Linked DNA regions of Mus musculus: regions 1, 2 and 4 are each linked to region 3. A link is a contact called in public HiChIP or PLAC-seq and promoter capture Hi-C data. All regions are on one chromosome and are shown on one strand. Each heading gives the region's core, a stretch centred on a gene start, on an enhancer-like site or on the middle of the called end of the contact. The rest is flanking DNA. Distances are from core to core; before and after follow the strand shown. Region 1 holds the start of Dgcr8 (DGCR8, microprocessor complex subunit). Region 2 holds the start of Txnrd2 (thioredoxin reductase 2). Region 3 holds the start of Cldn5 (claudin 5). Region 4 overlaps Txnrd2 (thioredoxin reductase 2).

Region 1 (5,413 bases), core at 2,805-5,304, 490 kb after region 3:
TGTTTGCCTGCATATAGATATGTGCACTATTTGAGTGCCTGGTGCCCACAGTGACAGAAAAGGGCATCGGAGCCTCTGGAACTAAACTTACAGATGGTTGTGAGCTGTCCTGTGGGAACCGGAAGTAACATTTTCTGCAAGAGCAGCAAGTACTCCTAACCACTGCGCCATCTCCCCAGTCCCAGAAAGCTCAAAATTAAATGTTTTAATTTCATCAACATTGTTAGGCCTGGATAAGTTAAAAATCTTTGCATAACCAGTTCTCTCTAAAGAGAAGCATACTAGATGCTTTTGCAGAGAACCCAGGTTCAGTTCCCAGAACGTACTTGGTGGCTCACAACTGTCTGTAATTCTAGCTTTAGAGAAGCTGTGAACTCTTCTGACCACTTTCTGTGCACAAACACACATTCATACATAAAAGACACTTTCTAAAAAAGAGTCAGCAGGTAAATCTTGTTATGTAGACTTCAGGTTAATATCTTTTCCTGTTTTTAAGAGCTAGTCAGCAGAGAGAGCTGCCCTCAAAAACTAAGTCAGAAAACTGCTTTGTTGGAGATCCAAGGTAACCAAGTGAGTCCCAGAGTCTTGACATGACTCAGAGAACTCTGCAACCAATACTTTTAGCCCAGATTTTCCCACCAGAGAATATGACAATATCAGGTTTCTCTCTCATTTTCTTAAAATGCCCAAAGCAATCTTTTCTTTTGACATAGATTTTATTCCATTTGAGGATTATGAGAGAAGAGAGTGATGGAGGAGGATGAAGCTGGTGTTTTTCTTATAGAGGACATATGGGGCAGAGGGCCGAGAAGGACTTTTAGAATTTAAATTTTGACACCATCTCTAAAATTTTGCTAACATCCAGACCTTAAATATCTTGATTCTGAGAGTTTAAAATACTCTCATATTAACTTTATGTTGTTGACTTTGAGACAGGGTTTCTCTGTGTAGCCCTGGTTGTCCTGGAACTCATTGTGTAGACCAGGCTGGCCTCAAGATCCACCTGCTTCTGCCTCCTGAATAAAGGTGTGTGCCACCACTGCCCAGTTCATTTTTCTCTCTTTTTTATCTTAAATTTTTTTGAGACAGTGTCTCATTATGTAGCCTTGGCTGGCCTCAGACTCACAGAGATGTATCTGGACTCACAGAGATGTATCTGCTACATTGCTTGGCTTATTTCTTCTCTCTCTCTCTCTCTCTCTCTCTCTCTCTCAGGTTTATTTATTTATATAAGTACACTATAGCTGTCATCAGACACACCAAAGAGGGCATCAGATCCCATTACAGATGGTTGTGAGCTACCATGTGATTGCTGGGAATTGAATTCAGGACCTCTGGAAGAGCAGTCAGTGCTCTTAACCTCTGAGGCATCTCTCTAGCTCCTTTATTTCTACTCTTAAATGCATTTAAATTCCACTTAAAGCTGACTGCTCACTTATTATCTTTAGTTTTATTGCTTGGAGTTCTAGATTAGCATGCAGAAAAAAATCAGCAATACTGAATGATCCTCACTGAGGGAAATATAAAGCCAAGATATCTTTAGTCAGAATTCTATTTACAAATGCTTACAATTTGCACTATCTTAATTGTCAATCAGAAAATCAACTCTGGGGGCTAGGGAGATGGTTTCGATCATCTTACAGAGGACCCAGGTTCTGTTCTCAGTACCTACATGGTGGTTTGCAATCATTGCAATTCCAGTTCCAGGGGATTCAATTTCCTCTTCTGACTACTGTGGCCATCTAGTACACATACATATTTGTAGGCAAAAAATAGTAAGACTGACTGGAGTATCAAATAGTAGCTTTTTTCCCATATTTTCCCTCCTTCCTTGGATCTATTTCCCATTCTTGAAATCTAAAGCCTATCTGTGCTTGCTGGGAATCTGTATCTCCAAAAGTTTGGTGCTGACTTCAACATTCATTCCCATGTTAGTTCTTCCCAGTGTGCATTCAGCTTTTCCTAAAGGTTTGAAGATACTCAGGACTCTGATGGTTGTCAGGACAAATGGCTGTGGTTCCTAGCATACCAAAGCACCTCTAGGCCCCCAGGCTCACTCAGTACCTGTAGCTTCTCTCAGCTCTTTTCACCCCACCCCTAACCTAAATCTCTTCACCTCATGTCTTCCCTGGATTCCCTTAGCTTCTGATTCCTACAAAAACCTGCCATTTCTGCCATGGACTCTTTGACCTCTCCTCTCTTTGGCACTCCTTCCCTTGAAGGAACACCACCATATTCCAGGATCCCTTAATGCTTATCTGTAAGCACATAGACCTCTGTGCCTCCTACAGCTGGTGGCCTTTTCTTTTTTAAAGATTTATTTATTTTATTTATGAGTACACTGTAGCTGTTTTCAGACACACCAGAAGAGGGCATCAGATCCCACTACAGATGGTTGTGAGCCACCATGTGGTTACTGGGAATTGAACTCAGGACCTCTGGAAGAGCAGTCAGTGTTGAGCCATTTCTCCAGGCCAGGCCTTTCTTTTTTCTTTTCTTTCTTTCTTTCTTTTTTTTTTTTTTTTAAAGACAGGGTTTCTCTGGTAGCCCTGGCTGTCCTGGAACTCACTCTGTAGGACCAAGCTGGCTTCAAACTCAGAAATCCGCCTGCTTCTGCCTCCCAAGTGCTGGGATTAAAGGTGTGGGCCACCACTGACCGGCCATTTGCAATTTCTAAGAATTTTGGGGAGAAACTTTTCTATTTTGTTAAAATAGATACAATTGGGGCTGGAGAGATGGCTCAGTGGTTAAGAGCACCTACTACTCTTCCAGAGGTTCTGAGTTCAATTCCCAGCAACCACATGGTGGCTCACAACTATCTGTAATGGGATCTGATGCCCTCTTCAGTTGTGTCTGAAGAGAGCAATGGTGTACTAATATAAATAAAATATATCTTAAAAAAAAAAATAGATACAATCTCCCCAACCTTAGGGATATAACTCAGTGCTTTTAGCATTAACACAAGTGTGCTGAGACCGTGAGTTCTTCAACATGTTACCCTTTAGTCGTGTTTTTAGCATCCACTTTTCATGTCCAGCAGCAATTACTGAAGTGTTTGCCTAACGGCAGACAGTTTTCTATAAAATTTTTATTACACTTATTGACTTGAATCAGAACCTAAAGGAAAGCTAAACTATTTGAGGTTCTGGATAGTATAAATATAACTTATCCCCACCTTAGTCCCGGGCTTATAGCAATGAAGTAATGGTTTGTGGGTTCGGGATTTGAAGGGCTCAGGAACAGACCTGGCTAACTTCATTTTGTTTCTGAGTCACTTCTGTCCTAAAGAATTTTCCTAAGTCTCATACTGCTACCACGGGTGTCAGATGAGTCTGGAACTGCTTAAGTTTCTTTATGGTCTTTGGCACTGACACAAGTCTGCAAGGCCTACCTAAGGTCCACCCCAAACTAAAAGGACCCCCAATCGGCTCTGCTTCTCCTTCCTTTTTTGACACGGAGGATGCTGTAAGCACAGCGAACATTTTTAGTCATCAGATCTTTGTCCTTCCTGGTGTGATGATATTGCGAGTAAAACTCCTTTCCTATCCTCCGCATCGCGCATCTTATCCGTTGACTTTCTAGGATGGGTGTACCTCCAACATTGTCCTTGGGACGACCCAGAGCCGGAGGTCCATTGTCATTCGCAAACTCAAAAGTGACTATTGAGCTCAACAGAGGCCAGCTCATAGATGAGCTCCCAGCGTCCCTCGCACTCCCGCGCTCCCCGGCTCCCGGCAGCCTCTACGCGCCTCTCTCCCGGCGCGCCCCGCGGCCGCAACTCAGCCCCACCCGGAGCGACAGCCGTTAGAAGTGCCAGGCTTGCGGCTGGTCCCGCCCATCCCGGTCTCCATAGCGCCTCGCAATTGGGCCGCGCGCGCCTCGCGCTGCCGATTGGCGGCCGCCTCAGCCCGCTCCCGGCTCCCCCAATGCGCGGAGGCCGTGCGCCGTGATTGGTAGCCCTCCGCCAAGGCCCGCCTTCCGCTCGCCCGCGCGGCAGCGGGTCTCAAGAGCCGAGCGCTTTGCAAGGGCCTTCGCGGGTTGTGGCGGCGCCGGGGTCGGTGAGGGTCGACCGGCTGTGGTCGGGCTGCGGGCGGCTCGGGCAGGTCGCGGGCGCCACAGGTAGGTGCGGGGCGCGATGGGCGCCCCGCGGGCGGCGGGCGCTGCGGCCTGGAGAGGCTGCGCCCTTTCCTTCCCTCCTTCCACCCCCACCCCTCCCGGGCGAGGCCACAGGCCGGGGCTCGGGGCGGGGCGCGGCGCGCTAGGCGGGCTGGGCCACGCGGAGTCGCGGCCTTTGTGCAGTGGGGGCCGGGCCCGGAGCCCAGGCATCATGAACGTAGGGTGCTGTCTGCCTGGTAACGAAGCCCCCTGGGCGGTGGGCCCGAAGCCATTGCCTCGCCTTCTGGCGGGAGAGGTGTGGGCAGGGACACCTCAACGCCCCGAACTCCGCCTGTTTTGTTTGGAAAAAGCCAAGAAACCGCCCAAGTCTCCACCAAATTACCCGTGGATGAAGTGTCATGTAGCTTATCAGAATGTGGTTTTACAGTAACAATGAACGTTGTAGAAATAAATGGCAAGTGGCAACCTGTTGACAGCGATACATGTCAAGTAGTATCATCCAGTGGATTTGGGTTGCTGATGGTAGGAATTTGATTTGCCATCTTGCATGCTTGCATGTACCTTATTGCCAGATGCAGAGATGTCCTGTGTTGGGTTGTTGACTCTTGTATGCCAATCACTATTAGGGTGCCCACTCTCTGCTGGCTCAAACTAGACTCCCAGCCTTGGAAGTGGCTCAGTTCCCACTGTAATCCATCACTAACCGAAGATAGTGAAAGGCTGGCCCAGCTAGTGTGGCCTTTCAGTTTAGAATAGGATTTGCGGGGTGACAAAGGAATTGATGAGGTCATACTGCCTTTGGGTTGAGCGGGAGGCTGCAGCTGTAGCACTGGCCATCCGTTCAGCAAGTAGGAGTTGTTCACATGTTTTGGGTAAGCCCTGTGCCAGGGTCCAGGGGAGCCAGCAGTGGGTCTGACTTGCTCACAGTCTAATTGGCAAATCAAAATCTGCATCCATAGGTCCAGTCAGCTGAAGAATAGTGAGGTTTACAGGCAGGAGGGCTACCCTTTGAGCTGTGTTGCCAAACATGTGGAGCAGGCAGTTCACAGTGGCTGTCTGAATTTTACCTTGTGAGAAACATGATTTTGACTGGTTTGCCCAGTTTGGCCTTCTCTTGTCATCATTCCCCTCCCATGTGATCCTATGTACTTTTCACATCAGTTTCCTTTGACATCTTCCATGACTCCCATCTCCAGTACTGTCTGTCCTCCCTTCTGATCTCCAATCTCCTGCTTCTAGTTGTCTATTCCACTTTAACACCAAATAGGTTGATTCACTCCAAGAGATAACCACAGTC
Region 2 (4,763 bases), core at 309-2,808, 350 kb after region 3:
CTCTTGTCCCTCCTTTACAGACATTTTACTGTTATTATGTAGGGTGACGGTACCAATGACACAGAGTGACGGTACCAATGGCACAGGTACTTTGACTGACTTGGGTTTTTTTTTTTTTTATTCCGAACCCCCCGATTGTTTTTTTTTTTTTAACCTCCACATAAATCACTAAAACTACCTCCACCTAATATACAGCACTAGGAGACCCTGAAGAGCCAGAGACCTGGGAGTTAGCAAAGCTACTGAAAGAGCACCCGTCAATCCCTGAGGTCTGTCCCCTAGGTTCCCACCTCACATGTAGTGACTGCTTCCTGGTACTCTCCCAGGTTAGCTTCTGCCACTGAGCCACAAGGCCTCTGCCAACTTCCACTTGCAGTCGGTCTACCTGCCTTGGCCCTGTAGACCAAGGGCCAGCCATTGTACCTTTCATAGCACTGCCTCTGTGAAGAACCCTGGCCTGCCCTTGCTCCTCTCCCTCTATGCTCGCTCCCTGTGGACAGAATTGAGTTCTGTCACTCACATTCAGGGGGCAGTATTAAGGGTGGTCACCATGAAAAGACATAATGGAGACCACTCATGAAACTGATCATACCACTGGGAAACTCTGGGGGAACTTGGCCTATTGGGGGTAGTGGACCCATGTTGAGAGGTACCCAGTTTCCCCCTTTGAAATTAATTACTATCCTGATTTCAGCAATAACGCTTCCTGGTGCAAACAAGTTGTTTCTTCCCCTTCTCAAGAGCCCTGACAAGCACTGGGGCTTGGTTCCACAAACTTTCTAGTGTCTTCTCACTCCCCAAACACTAGGCAGGTCATGAAGGTGCATTTGGAAGCTGAGGAAGGAAGGGCCAACACCTCAAGGCTAACTCTAGCTGCACTGCCAACTGACCATCACTCAAAAAATCAAAATCAAGCCCAAAACAACAAACCAAGGTAGTTCATGACTGTAACCCCAGAAGGCCACGGTCGGTGGCAACTACCTAAGCAGTCTGTGGCCAGCTTGGCTACATGGGGGTGGGATTACGGACAAAAACAAAAAGAAAAAACTAGAACAATAAAAAGAGTTGCTGCACCTAGGAAGTTGTGTGCCAATGGGGTACCTGTGACCATCAGAGCCCTTGACATCATCCCATCACAGCCCTGACATCAGGGCTACGATTAATATTGGGGACACAAATCCCAGAAGACTGGGCTTGCTGCCACCACAGGAGGGCCTCAGGCAAGGCACCGCCAACGTTTTAGACACCTGGGGAAAAAGCAGCCCTGCTAGAAGCAGGTCCCCTCCTAATCAGAACCCTGGCCTGTGTGGGCACGCCCACGCGGACACGTTCCAGGACAGCCCCGCCACCGCGACCCCCTGTGGACACTCGCACAGGCACCCTCTCCGCGTGCACCGCCCACGACCCCACCCTACCTCCCGCTGCACTCGCCGCGCCCCTTGTCCCGCGTGTCAGAGCCCGTGTCCGCGGCCGGAAGCGCCTGCTGGGTCCACGCAGCGCCGCCACCATCGCCGCCACCATCGCCGCCATGGTCCGGGGACCTCAGGCGGTCAGGGCTGCCCTTCGCACTGCCTGAGCGTCCGCGCCTCGGGGTCAGACCTGTGCGCGGCCTTGACGAGGTGAGTGGTGCCCGCCCGGAGCTCGGACTCGGGATCAGAATCTGCATGCACCGAACTGGGACTAGGGTGAAGGGCCCGTACGTGGGAACTGGTTCTGACCTAGGAGAGCGCAAGCCGGCGCTGGGGAATGGGGACACATGTGAAGGGGGTCTGATCTTGGCTGGGGGGTCGCTGAAGGGAGGCAGGTGACCGAACTTGAGTATCAGTGCTGTGGTGGAAGATATGTCCTTCGGTGGGGCTGTGGAGTTGGGCTTAACCTGGATAGAATGTAGCACATCCAGGGCCTGGCCCATTATAAGAGGGTCCGACTTACTTAGTTGTTGGATTGGGATGCAAACCTTAGGGTCAAAGTTACAGGGCTCAGGGATGGTCAGTAGAGTTGGAAGCTGTTGAACAGGGGTTCTTGAGAGAGGCCTTAGGGTGCCCCCGGGTCACTCCTTGCAAAAGAAGTGCTACCCACCCCCACCCCCCCACTCCCAAAGGGACCCCTTGGAGCTCAGGAGCACTAGGGCAGGAGCACTACGGCAGGCTTTGGGTGTGTGCTAAAAAGAGAAAGTCTTCCAGCCAGGGACTTTTGGGGTCCTTGCTGGCCCTCCAAGCCTTGGGAGAACAGTGGGAGCTGCCACGACTTGTGGGAGCTTGTGGTGGGGTAGGGCCCTAGAGGACATCTTGTCACAGAGAAACAGCATCGCCCTAATAATTGGGACAGATTTTACCTAGGAGCTGTAGGGGACCGGCTGAGTCATCTCCATTTGAGCAGAGGTGACAAGTGGGTGTCTTCTGGGGAACAAAGGAGCACAGAATCCATGAAGGGAAGGGAAGAGAAGGGAAGGGTGCTTTATACAGGCTCTTCGTGGCTTTGCTGCTGGGCTAATTCCCATGATCCCACAGAAGCTACAGAGCTGCAGACACTTTGGGGTCTAAAGTTGCTCTAGGGATGCACCCGTGAGCTGTCAGAGATGAAGCTAAAGTTTATATTTTTAAAAGGAGCTTGGCTAAATGTGGCTAAGCCTCCAGTGTGTGCACCCAGTAGAGGATCCTTTTCCAGGAAGGGAGACGTCCTTCCTATTGAACAGAAGTCCATTTTCTGTTCCATGTGAGGGTCATTCTTAAGAAGACAATAGAAAAGTTGGTGTTAGCCACAAATCAGTCTTTTTTTTTTTTTTTTTTTTTTTTTTTTTGGTTTTTCGGGACAGGGTTTCTCTGTGTAGCCCTGGCTTCTTAGAACTCACTTTGTAGACCGGGCTGACCTTGAACTCAGAAATCTGCCTGCCTCCCAAGTGCTGGGATCAAAGGTGTGAGCCACCACCGACCGGCAACAAATCAGTCTTTGCACATTTCTAGATGCCAGGTGCGAGTGTCTTTAGATGGTTGATGAGGAGCAGCCTGGAGGCTTTACCAAGTTGTCCTCTGAGTGTAGGAGGCAGAAGTGTGTGAGCACACGGTTTCAGGCGTGATCATTTCCTGGAGCAGTGTGTGCACCCAGTAGAGGACTTTCCCTCGTGGCCCTTGTAACCGAGGCAGAAAGCTGTCCCCAGAGTATTTGGTGTGTTGAAATCTGACATTTCTGTCAGATTCTCCCTCAAGCTTTCCCAGATCGTAGTGGGATAGGATAGCCGCATCAAGCACTGTTCCCAGCAGGACCCAAAACCATCAGGCTTTTGTTCCAAAGGTCAAGAAATTAGGAAGGAGAAGAATTGTGAACAGTTTGGAGAGTTGTGGGCAGATATTAAAGCCAGATGTAGCATGTGGATATATTTACACGCAGCTTAAAAGATGAAGCAGTGTGTCAGCACGCACCTGTGGTCCCAGCCCTCAGGCAGAAGCGAGAGAAGCATGGATTTTAGGTCAGTGTGCTACATAGTGATTTTCAGGCCTGCCTGGGTTACAGACCCTGCCTTTGGAGACAGAGAAAAAAAACTAAAAACATCAGCACTGTTTTCTCCTTGCAAATGAAGATGTAAGATGGCCTTCTGATGTCCATATTTTTATTAGGGGATGAGAGAGTCCTACCACAGTGAAACTCAAAGTTACAGACATTCTGGCCCATAAGTAAGTACAAGTTTTATTGTTGCTTTCACTTTTTGAAGATTGTCTAAAACCCCCATCAGCCTCTCCCATGTTGGGATGATGTTCCTAAGCTACCGTGCCTGGCTCTATCTGTGTTTGTGTGTGTGAGTATGGGCGAGCGCCTACCATGATGCACATGTGGAGACCAGAGGACTACTGTGGATGTCTTTTCTCGCCTCCTCGTTGCTTGGAGCAGGCTCTTTTCTCTTGTTTACTTCTCCTTATGCTGTGGTAGCTGGCCCTCAAGCTCCTGGGGTTTTTCTTTCTCTACCTCTCATCTCATAGCACTGGGATTACAAACATGTATTACCATGTTTGGCTTTAAGTGGGTTTGGGGATCAGACCTGGGTGATCTTTCCAGCCCCAGCTGTTTTACCATCATTTGAATGCATTAGGAAAACACTATTCTTTCTCTAGGCAGTTTTAGCTTTACCAGCTGTATTGAAGTTTCTTGACTTTTAGCCAACACAAACTGACCCTGGAATAAGGGACTTTTTCCCCTTTTCCTCTTGAGTTTTTCTGACTTCAGAAGGAAAGAACAAAGGCTGGGGAATGTAGCTTCGTTGGTAGAGTGCTTGCTTGGTATGCATGAGGTCCTGGGCTCTATCACTAGCACTTCATTAAACTAGGCATAGTGGCATATGTCTGTATTTCCAGCACCCAAAAACTAAAGCAAGAGTATGATAAATTCAATGTCAACCTCTTCTCCAGAGCAAGTTTGAGAGTAGTGTGGGCTGCATGAAACCTTATCCCTCACCCCCCCACCTCCAAAATCAACAAAGCATGTAAGAAAACAGGATGAAACAGGTAAGTCATAAATCCTCAAAGATAGTGAAGAAGATCAGAATCTGAAATCGGGGCACGAGGAGGAGCAACGTCATGCTTGAGTTCTCAGCGTCTGGGAGGTAGAAACCGCAGGATCAGGAGTTTAAGGCCAGTCTTGGCTACATAGCAAGTCTAAGCCCAGCCAGGGATACATGAGACCCTGTCTTAATAGAAGAGGAAGGAGAAGAAAAAGGAAACCAAGAATCTAATGAGCTACCGTACTTCTCTGTTGAAACACAGAAAGTTACA
Region 3 (4,999 bases), core at 210-2,709:
GGAGCTGGGCACAAGGAGTCTCTGGACAGAGGACAGGACACAGTTGAAAGTGTTCAAACCATTTACTGAGCAAATTCTTGCCCGGCCCACCCCCCAAGCCCCAAGCTTCCAGGAGGAAGGCAACCCCTCTAAGGCTCTGGTACCTACAGGGCCCCCACCTTGGGGGAGTGCTGGAGTGAGACCAGGTCCAGGCTAAGTCCTTTGGTTCAGTAGGTTCTTCTCCACTAACAAAGAAAATGCCCTTTTTAACACGTCCCTCTGGCAGCCCCGGGGTTTCTCCAGCTGCCCTTTCAGGTTAGCAGGTGCCACTGGACATTAAGGCAGCATCTAGTGCCCCCAGGATCTCAGTAGGAACTGTTCGCGGCAGTTTGGTGCCTACTTCACCGATGAAATCTGAGCGTTCCACCCACGTCGTGGCCAACTGCGCATAGAAGAAAAGGTCGGTCAAGTTCTTAAAAGTGCCTGTAGTCTGTTCTGAGCAGGGCCCGGCTAGTGATGGTCAACGGACTCTGAGAGCGGGCAAGTCTGGCCCGAACCCAGCATGACTTGCGCTGCGCAACCCAGCGGTGGTCGTCATCCACACACGGCTTCCCGCATCGGTCTTTCCCATCGCGGGCTTAGCTGCGGGAAGAGCCCCGCCATGCCTCCCGCCCTTAGACATAGTTCTTCTTGTCGTAATCGCCATTGGCCGTGGGCCGCCGCGGCGCAGAGTACTTGACCGGGAAGCTGAACTCAGGGCGCCCGGTGCAGACCCAGGCGCCGCAACACACGAGGCCGCCACCGCACATGAGCAGTGCGGAGGCCGCCCAGCCGATGTACAGCGCCGCGCCCAGCTCGTACTTCTGTGACACCGGCACCGTCGGATCATAGAACTCGCGGACAACGATGTTGGCGAACCAGCAGAGCGGCACGAGTGCCAGCAGCCCGCACACCGCGTAAAGCGCTCCTCCCGTGAGTGCTACCCGTGCCTTAACTGGGCCCGGGGCCACGCAGGTGGTGCACTGAGCGCCGGTCAAGGTAACAAAGAGTGCCACCAGCGCCAGCAGCACAGCGCCCACGGTGAGTGCCCGAGCTGCCTGCACCTCCGCACTCAGCGCCAGCACAGATTCATACACCTTGCACTGCATGTGCCCGGTACTCTGCACCACGCACGACATCCACAGCCCCTTCCAAGTCGTCTGCGCCGTCACGATGTTGTGGTCCAGGAAGGCAGTCACCTGCCACATGGGCAGCCCACACGCCAGGATCAAGCCCACCCATCCTACCAGACACAGCACCAGACCCAGAATTTCCAACGCTGCAGACCCCATGGCTAAAGACTGAATGCTCACCCGACGGCCCTTGGGGCCTCCGGGTGCTCTCTGCGCTGCTTAGGCTGGGAGCTGGGAATTGATTCTGGTGCCTCTGCTCTGGAGCCTCCAGTCCTGGAGCAGAAGAGGAGGTTTTAACTACACCAACTGGGTTCTGAAGTAACCTGTTGTCCTATTTGAAGTCTCGGGGGCGGACTCTGCCCCCAGGGCGCAGCCCCCCGAGTTAGCTCAACCAATCCATGAGCAGACCTTCGGCCCACAGCCAATCGCGGACCCCCTGACAGCTACAGTTACTGAAACCACGGGCGAGCAGGACTAGTCCTGCTCACCCGAACCGCACCCTGCAGAACCGCAGTCTGAGACCCTACCAGTTTCTGTCCTAGTAGGGGCTGATCTTGGCAGGTACACAGGAGATCTGTGCGCCCCTGTCTCCACTGTTAGCAGCATGACCCCTAACCTACACTCACCAGCTCCACCTGCTACATCCCGGATCATTCCAACTCCTCTCTGCAGACTGCTTGGCCTGGAGGTTCTCTGAGCCCCCGTGCACAGGTGAAACAAACCTCTACGCCCGCCGTTTTTCCCTTGGCACACCAAGCGGAGATGCTCGGCAAGCCTGTGTTGGGCTTGCCCTTAATTATAACCTCATTCATGATCCTACCCAACCACCGCCTACAGTTCTCACTCCTTCCCTGGAACCACTGGTCTGACACAAAGTGAACACTGCAAGGGCCTGTGCTCTCCTCTGGGATGCTGCGCAACCCCTGAGGGTTCTCCGACGTCCAGTCTTCTCCAGCAGATAGGCTGTGATCCTAACACAGCATACTGGAATCCTGGGACAGCAGAGACACGATGGGACATAGAAAGGCTATGCCTTGCCATCCTACAAATAGTTGTGGTGCTTTGCCACCCCAGCCCCCAGGCCACCCTCCGGAAGCCAACTTGGAGTTTCCTGGCCAGGAGGAAGAGCCCCCATCCTCGGTGGAGGAGGGAGCCGCGGGATTTCCGGGCATTCTTCTGCACAATGGCCCAGCCATTTCTTGAAAGGTCCACTGGGTTAGACACACTGGGTCCCTGAGGCTCAGGTGGGGGCACCAGGCCCCACAGCCCACAACCAAACTAGGGCGCCAGCCTCTTTCCAGTGAACACTCCTCCCTGCTCCCTTTGTTTCCAGCTAACCCTGGACTCCAGCTGGGCTTTGTTGTCTTCTGTTGTTGTTCTGTTTGGGGGTTTTGTTTTGTTGTTTCCTCTGCTCAAAAGAACTCAGGGCCTCTATAGGGAAAGGATGACATTGTTGAGGCCAGCCACAGATGTGGAGATTTTGGTAAATCTCTCCCTTTTATGGGTCCCTGCTTCCTTCTGGAGATGGCTCTGAGCTAGAGGTCTATGGGGCCAGGTCATTGCCTACTTCACCCTACAACAAACTGTTCTTAGAAGACGGCGGGAGAGCCTCACATACACACCCTTTCTTGTCCTCCCTGGTACCTCTTCCAGCTATCATATATTAACTGCTGCCTTCTATCTTCTAGAGACCCCTGCTTTTCTGCAGACCCTTCTCCCTGCTCAGTAGATGTAAACTCAAATCCTGCTCCCCCTGCTCCAGTCTGCAGAATTTTGTTTTGCCAGCCCCCTCCCTTCAAGCTCCCAGGCACCTTCCTGGAGCAACTACTGAACCCTCTTCAGATGACCCAACAAGGCTACTCCTGCAGGCCCTGGCCTGTAATCCTCTATGGCTCTCATTGCCCACTGGCAAAGAACTGGATCCTGGGAGCAGCCTAGACTAAGCTGGCTGTAAGTGACCAGGAAAATATTTACACACTTTATACTTCAACCAGATCCATCTTCCCTGGGCCTTGGAATGAGCCTTCCTGCTGTTCCTGTCTTGTCTTGCTGTTCTGCAGGACATGCTGATGCACACATCTGAGAATATCTCTCTACACGCAGGCCCCAGAAGGTCCAAGCCAGGATAGCTTTTGCCCGCTGGCTTTCCTACTAGTGTCCCGGGAATACGGGGATCTTCTGGGACACACATTTGTCCCAGACAAGAAGCAGCTTGCTGCTTTCAACTATTTGGGGCTACAAACAGCAGGACATGCTCCCTTCCTTCTGTCTGCCCTCCTACCCACCATTTCGGTACTGTCCCCAGCCTTGCACCCAGAATGGTCCGAGCAAGTTCACATACCTTTGGTAAATTCATAATTGCCAGTGGAACCTTAGATACCGTACTCTCCAGCATGCAGCGGGACCAGAACCACTCCAGAAATGGACAGCCAGGGCTGGCAATGCTTCCTCGATCCTCCTCAAAACTAAAGGTGGCCCAAGTGACCACCCCAGATCCTTCCTTGGGGATTTGTGTGTGTGTGTGTGTGTGTGTGTGTGTGTGTGTGTGTGTGTGTGCATTGGACACTGTCTCTCCCAGAGCACACAGCACAGGCCACTTAATAAACAAACTGCCAACAAAGTACCAGATAGGAAGGCAAAACCCAGCAGAGGGTTCTCTGAAAAGGTGGCAGCGCAGCAGGAGTCCAGGAAGAAGATCCCAAGGAGCAGTTGGAAATCTGAGTATAAGATGCTGGTGTACAGATGCACTTGGGCTAGGCAATGTAGCTCTGGGGTAGAGCACTGCTTAGCAAGTTCCATCACCAACACTACAAACTAAAACTAAGTAGATCACCCTAGAGGTGGGACACGGCTCACAGAGGATCTGACCTTGGAGCAGAAAGAGGTCAGCATAGCCAGAGTGCAGCAAAGGGCCAGGGCCAGGGAGTCTGGGGTGGTAGGGGGCTTGCCAGGCAGGCCACCTGCTCCTGCCCTGCTATTGTTCTGCTTTCCCAGGGGAAATGGCACAGGATCCTATTAATCCTGTGACAGAAAGGCCTGAGTCTGCAGAAAAGCAAAGTTTATCTCTAGCAGCTGCTGGCTGACCCTGCCCTGAGGGGATCCGTTGACCTTCCATGGCAATCTAAATTTAGGCTCCAGGTTCCTGGGGCTTGGATTTGAGGAGCTCTTAACAAACAGGCTTTATTTCAAAGGGAGTGAGGGAAGGAAACAAAAACAAAAACAAAAACCCCAGCCTTACTTCTATCTTTCAGTTTCTGGTCCAGGATGTCTTCCCCAAGTTCAGCAGACATTTACAGGTCAACAACATTCTTCTTGCCCAGAGCCATTTCTTGGTGGAAGACAAAAAGCCCAGGCTCTCACTGGCCCAACAGGAAGCATCTTAAGACCCCCCTCCTCATGTCACTGACTGAGGGGCTGGGAACCTAGGGTGATCTCCGTAGGAAGACAGTTGGCACCGGAGTTAGACTCCCCCTTCTTTTTGAACTAAGGACTTGGCTTCTCTGTGCTTCATTTTCTCTTTCACAGTGTAGCCCTGGCCACAGGATTACAACCTTGCAAGAGAGGCCACTTATAATCCAGAGACCTCTGGTACAATTCCTGGGAGCTAGAGAGGGGCTTGAAGTTACTCACTAGCTCAGTTGACCTTCACAGTTCATGGACCTCAGGCCCAAGCAGGTGCCATCTAGCCATCAATATCAGAGGCCACTGTGCTTCAGTGAGCAGGAGAGTTTTGAGAGGGTGGGGTCCTGTAGCCCCACCATCCCTTTTAGGCCCACAACAGTCCAGCCTGACCTCTCCAAAATATAGTCTCAGTATGTATCCCTGGCTTTCTAGTGCTTGATAAGTAA
Region 4 (5,341 bases), core at 2,582-5,081, 320 kb after region 3:
CGGGGTGCCCACTACCCCCACCTCTGGGTCCCCTTGCCAAGTCAGAGGAGCTATCAGCTACCTCCTGGCTCCCAGGCTCAGACCCTAAGAGCACTGTGAGGATGTACTCAGCCTTCAGCCTCCTCTCTGGGTCACGGGATCCAGATCCCATGGGATCATGCCTCACTTCATCTAGATGGCTTTCCACTCCCTACCCAGTCCCCACCGACTGTCACAAACACCCGCTCACCGCCATCAGGAAGCTGGAGGTGGGGGGACTGTCAGAAGACTCTGACTCCCAAGAAATGCAGAGACAACGGTACAGGCCCAGACTCGGGGTTGGCAAAAGTGTTGCAACCACCTCCTTGCCCAGGGGCCTCATGTCTCCCCAGCCTAGCTGCAGCTGAGGCCAGTTCCCAGGCCAACAGTAGTGACTAGACACAGCTTCCTAAAGGGCATAGCAATCACCATTTAGATCCTGTGGCATCTGCCTCACAAGGTGGTTCATGCTGGACTACATGTAGCCCCTTATATCAGGGACCACATCTCAATTTGTCCAAACAAAGGACCTGGCACATCAGCTGCCTAGCACTCTACACGCCAGCAGATGCCTGATGGGCTCAGACACGGAGGCCTCTAAGGGGAGTTACGGCGCTATCCAGTGCCCAGTGGGTCTGTTACCATGTGGCCTGAGACGGCAGCCCTCCTCTCTAGAGGCCCCTTTACATCTGCACCCTGTCGACTGCCAACATATCTCTGGCAGCAGGCTACTCAGAGACTCTCCAGATGTTGTGTCCCTGTAGAGGGCTTTGTATGTACCCCCTCAGTTGTGGTGGCACAGCTTTGGGACGAAGCCGCACGCTCAGCTACATGAGATGAAAAGACCTTTGTGGGGTAGGGTGATGGGTCCAGGAGGCATGAGACCATGGTTCCAGTTCACTCTATCCTCAGGTGACTTTCTAGGCTTCTGCGACCAGAGTTTAACATGACTGGGAACTGAACTATCCTTGGTAGAGGACACAGAATATTTGACATCTCAGTGATAACCTCAAACTTAGTTTTAACGAATGGCTTATTTGTGGGGATGGGACTTGAAGTGCTGCTCAGGTTGGCCTCCACTCTTGGCCTTAGATGATCTCTCTGCCTTAGCCTCTCAAGTGCCAGAAGTAGAGGCTGGTGCCAAGATGCCTGGCTTTTAAGGAGTTGTTTCTGAGGATCTAGGCCGCTCCCCAAGGCCATACCTGCACCTGCTTGGGGCAGGGTAAGGTAGCCAAACAAGAGTATGGCCTCATGGGAGAAGCAGAGCCCAGGCAGGAGTAGGGGCTCCTGAGCACTACCTGGTCAAAGCCTCGGAGAGGGATGCTGCGCATCATGACAGTGGTATCCAGTCCAATTCCAGTGAGGAAGCCAGCACACTCTAGGGCCACATCTTCAGCAGCAGGCTAAAGCATACTAACTGACTGAGAGAGAGCAGGGGGGCAAAAGACCCTGGCCCCTGCTCTAACAGCCCAAGGTCCCATGCTACTGCTCAGTACCAGAAGGGGCCTCTAGTGAAAGCTACAGAGATTCCCTAACCCTAAGTCTCAAGTGCATAAAGCCGCCAGCCCCAGCTTCAAGCTCTCCCAACAGCACCTATCTGGCCCGTTATGCCTCCATGGGATTCCATCTGGCTCTGGTGTTTCATCTCAGCCTCCAGGAGAGAGGGTGGAGATTGAGTGGAGAGCTGCCGGCCAGACCCAGGGAGAAGAGCCTTGTGGGTAGAGCCAGGGAGCACTACCATGGCCTGTGCTCCTATGTCCAGCTTGCGGCTTTCATCTTCCCTCCCACATCCTGTCCTGACCCCAAGCCCCTCAGGGTTCCCCTCTTGACCCTTCCTGATCTGACTGCTTCTCCCACAGGAATGAGGTCAGATCAGGGCTGCTCTCCAGGGAGATGCTCATCACAGCCTTCCTGACTGCCTCACGGCCCTCTCCAGCTGCCCCAGCTGGCTTAGCGTGAGGCTCAGGAAGTGGTAGCCTTCAAAGGTCAGCCTCAAACAGTTCCCTGGGCCCAAACCCCTCCCGACAGGTCCAGCTGAGTCCCCACACAGGAAAACAAAGTATCTTTTGGGAGGGAGAATGGGAAAGGGGCTAAGCATCCTTCCTGAAGATGGCCATCTGTACTTTGGAAAAGGATACAGCTGGCTCCAACCACCAACCTGCAGAGAAAACCAGCAGAGAGCACACTAAGTACCAGCAAAGCCACATGCTGTTGTTCCAAAGCTGGGACAAAGACGAGTCCCGTAGCCTTTCCACCAGGTACTCATAAGCCAATGAGAGTGGAAGCAGACTGTTCAAACAGGTGATACAGAGTACAGAACCCACTTCCCAACAGCTACAACTATGAAATACAACACGACAAACAGTGCGATTGGACCAGCAAATTGCCTGGTGCTGAAGGTGCATGGGCAGTGATAAGTAACACCTGGCTTGGGAGAAGCCGAGGCAGCGCCAGACCCCAGGGAACACGTTGAGAGATGTCCCTCAGAAGCAGAGTTTCTTTCTGACCACAGGTGAGCCTTGTCTTAGGCTCCTCAGAACCTCTTGAGCCAGGATGGAAGCAGGGATGTCCCAGGACACCAAGAGGAACAGAATGGGGACAGAGGCTTATGGGAAGCAGCAGCTATGACCAGAGCCCATGACTATCTGCTCAACCCCACAACACGTGGGCCCAAGACTGAGAGATCATTCCCCTGCCTCCCTGCCAGAGCCAGGACATGACACTGTGACCCACCAGAAACAGTCATTTTAATGCTCTCATGACCAGCTCCATACTCCACATACATATACATGCATTCACACATACATGCACATATGTGTACACATACAGGAACATGCAAACATGAAAAGCCCTTTGCACGCACATACACATTATAAACACACTGGCATAGACAGTCACACACCTGCCCACATCCTCTCATATGCACACCCATGCAAACACACAGGCACATATGTGCACACTCATGCAAAAGGACTGGGGAAAAGAGGATTCCCAGCCAGGGCGGCTGCACGTGGGTGGGCTCGTCAGATCACCCCTTCAGTCTTTGAACAAGAGCAGGTGATGTAAGGATGGATAAGCCTGATGTCAGTACTAATCCTGGCAAGTACTAATGATATAATTCCATTTCAAAAAGCGGCGGATCCCTCAGAATACTTGTGCAGGTGCCCTGCGGGAACCATCTGGCATGCGGCTCTGCACAGAAGCTGGGGACAGAACCACACTTACTGGCTGAGTACAAGATGGCCCCAGCTGGTCATATAACCCCACTCAGCATGTTATGACTATGGACAGGGGATCCTGGGATCCCCAGCAGGCCGGGAGAACAGAGGTGCTTTCCAGGCCCCTGGAAACACCCCATGCACACGCCCACACAGGAGAGATGCTTTCTAAAGTACAAAGCCTAACACTTTTGCATCTGATGTATACAGTGAGAGCTCTGAGCCACTTAAGATAGGAAACTACGAGTCACTTGAGCTGCAAACAGAATTGAGCTGCTTTGATCATCCTGCCTCACCTGTAGTAAGATGGTAAGAAAGTCTGTGGGCATCGAACAATCAGTGCCTCTGCTCTCAACTCCTTAAAGAGCAGTGCCCAGCTCACACCTCCCAACAAACTATCCTGATCCAGTGGGGCAACATCAGTGTAGCCCTTCTGTTGATGGCTGGGCCTATCATCTCAAACTCCCTTCAGACTCTCTCCAAGCCAGCTGTAGCCCCCAACCCCATTTCTAGGCCCTCCTACCACATGGCTGAGCATGAAGCAAGCAGACTCCTGGATCCGATTCTTCTGTTTCTGCAGTCCACGTGTGCCTCCCAGCCTCCCACAGAGCAGGCTGGGTGTAGGAGATGGGTGGGCGGGCAGCCAGGGATCACCATCTGTTCTAGCACAGCGCCATGAGCACCACGGACCTCCTCCTGAGGTGGCCCCATAGCAGGAGGTGGGGTACCATTTCCCAGGTGCCCCCAGCCCTCAGGCTACCAAGTCCAAATTGCCAACTCCAGAGCACACACAGGAAAGGCAGACACCCACAGGCAGGCACATTCCTGGGGGTGGGGGAGTCTTGAGAGTATGCACTGAGATCTCTACGAAAGCTGGCATCGTGGTTGAATGGACAGTGACCTTGGGCCATTTGTTTTATGAGCTATGATGACAGTCAGCATTGGTTTTCTTACCCCACCTCTCCCTCTAATTGACCAATTAATGGGAATGTTTATTCTTTGAAAGATGAACACAAGAACTCGGAGGACTGAAGTTCTAGGAATGGCCACATATGTCAATAATCCCAGCACTCGGGAAATGAGGTAGGAGGATCATAAACTCAAGGCCAACTTGAGCTACACAGTGAGGTGTGAAGCCAGCCTGGACCTTGTCTTTAAAAAAAAAAAAAGACACTGAAACAAAAGCCATGAAGCTTCCAGATCTGAGTCAGTTCCCTAAGAGAGGCTGGCAGCTGTAGGTGGCTTCTACTGCCATGCGCATCCAGGACCAGCTACAAAGGCACAGTGACCAGTGCACATGCAGCCTGGGAGGCAGCAGAGGTGACAGTCTGGAAGGTGGTTTGGAACCCTGGGACTTAACACTACATTTAAAAACCAGAGCCCAGATCTTTGCTCACCCAGTAGTCACTATCCTACACCCTGGCAGCCTTGAACCCCATCTGCGTGTGTGTGTGTGTGGTGTCTCTGTGTCTCTTAGTGCCAGCATTCTCCATGGATGCATGACTACCATGAGATTAGTCTAATCACAGGGTGGCTTGCTTGTCAGAACTGAAAGCAGGAGGAAGCAGACACAAGGGCATTAACACAGACCTGTGAAGCTAGGCTTACAGTCTGCCTCTCAGCCTGCAGGACCCTAATCTTCTCTCCAGGAGGCACACCCACACAAGTGACAGTCTCACAAGAGCACCTGGCTTCTTGGAAGTACTACCAGTCCAGGAAGTGCCAGTCAAACCTGCAGAGCTCCAGTCACCCCACGAAAGCAGCACTTGAGAGGAGATGCCACAATCCTGCATCCTGGTGGAGCGGGCTCCAGATCTGCCTTGACACGACCTGCCAGCAGCACCCAACCCTTGGGGGTCTACCCCCCCCCCCAAGCCCTGAGTAGTGGAAGCTACCAGAGGCCCTTGCCCCACACAGGCAAACGAGCAGAAAAGCTGAGAATCAAGTCCTAGGCTGATAGCTGCTCTACCTTCTGCTACACCGGACTCCTCACACGAAATAGAAACAGAAGCCAAGCAGAAAATGAGAATACTATGCAGCCATGACTCTTCTAGATAAAATGTGCCTTCCTATCTCCTGTGCTTAGGATAGGAGAAAAATGGACA

The links. HiChIP or PLAC-seq counts read pairs in DNA pulled down with a chosen protein or histone mark. Capture Hi-C pulls out chosen DNA fragments and counts their contacts.
Region 1: a contact with region 3 is called in a promoter capture Hi-C map of adipose tissue. The contact joins the promoter of Dgcr8 here to the promoter of Cldn5 in region 3. A contact is called at or near these places in 2 of 39 promoter capture datasets (cranial neural crest and fetal liver) and 1 of 9 other capture datasets (adipose tissue).
Region 2: a contact with region 3 is called in a promoter capture Hi-C map of adipose tissue. The contact joins the promoter of Txnrd2 here to the promoter of Cldn5 in region 3. A contact is called at or near these places in 3 of 39 promoter capture datasets (HPC-7-derived erythroid cells, cranial neural crest and hippocampal neurons), 2 of 484 Hi-C or Micro-C datasets (brain and uterus), 2 of 115 datasets of contacts at active chromatin or transcription factors (bone marrow-derived macrophages and embryonic forebrain) and 1 of 9 other capture datasets (adipose tissue).
Region 4: a contact with region 3 is called in an H3K4me3 HiChIP or PLAC-seq map of forebrain, with 5 times the contacts expected there. The contact joins the enhancer-like site here to the promoter of Cldn5 in region 3. A contact is called at or near these places in 2 of 484 Hi-C or Micro-C datasets (both in the G1E-ER4 cell line), 5 of 115 datasets of contacts at active chromatin or transcription factors (T-cell acute lymphoblastic leukemia, embryonic hindbrain, embryonic stem cells and 2 more) and 2 of 9 other capture datasets (embryonic stem cells and liver).

The regions. Positions count from the first base shown.
Region 1 is chr16:18,287,809-18,293,221 of GRCm38.p6, reverse strand. Dgcr8 (DGCR8, microprocessor complex subunit) reads left to right here and starts at 4,054. Exons shown (of 14, transcript NM_033324.2): 1 at 4,054-4,119.
Region 2 is chr16:18,423,212-18,427,974 of GRCm38.p6, reverse strand. It overlaps Txnrd2 (thioredoxin reductase 2), which reads right to left and starts at 1,558. Exons shown (of 18, transcript NM_013711.3): 1 at 1,416-1,558. The coding sequence starts at 1,530. It overlaps Comt (catechol-O-methyltransferase), which reads left to right and starts at 1,259. Exons shown (of 6, transcript NM_001111062.1): 1 at 1,259-1,619; 2 at 3,615-3,671. It overlaps Gm15764 (a long non-coding RNA gene), which reads right to left. Exons shown (of 3, transcript XR_875942.3): 3 at 3,594-4,763.
Region 3 is chr16:18,773,307-18,778,305 of GRCm38.p6, reverse strand. It overlaps Cldn5 (claudin 5), which reads right to left and starts at 1,459. Exons shown (of 1, transcript NM_013805.4): 1 at 44-1,459. The coding sequence starts at 1,310. The coding sequence ends at 654.
Region 4 is chr16:18,450,556-18,455,896 of GRCm38.p6, reverse strand. It overlaps Txnrd2 (thioredoxin reductase 2), which reads right to left. Exons shown (of 18, transcript NM_013711.3): 9 at 2,157-2,176; 10 at 1,317-1,408. Among named protein-coding and RNA genes, the nearest start is that of Comt, 27 kb to the right of the region's middle. Within about 2 kb of position 3,831, at least 44 of the 459 cell types and tissues checked have an H3K27ac peak or open chromatin away from gene starts, as enhancers often do. A contact at or near this core is called in T-cell acute lymphoblastic leukemia and forebrain, where this site is marked.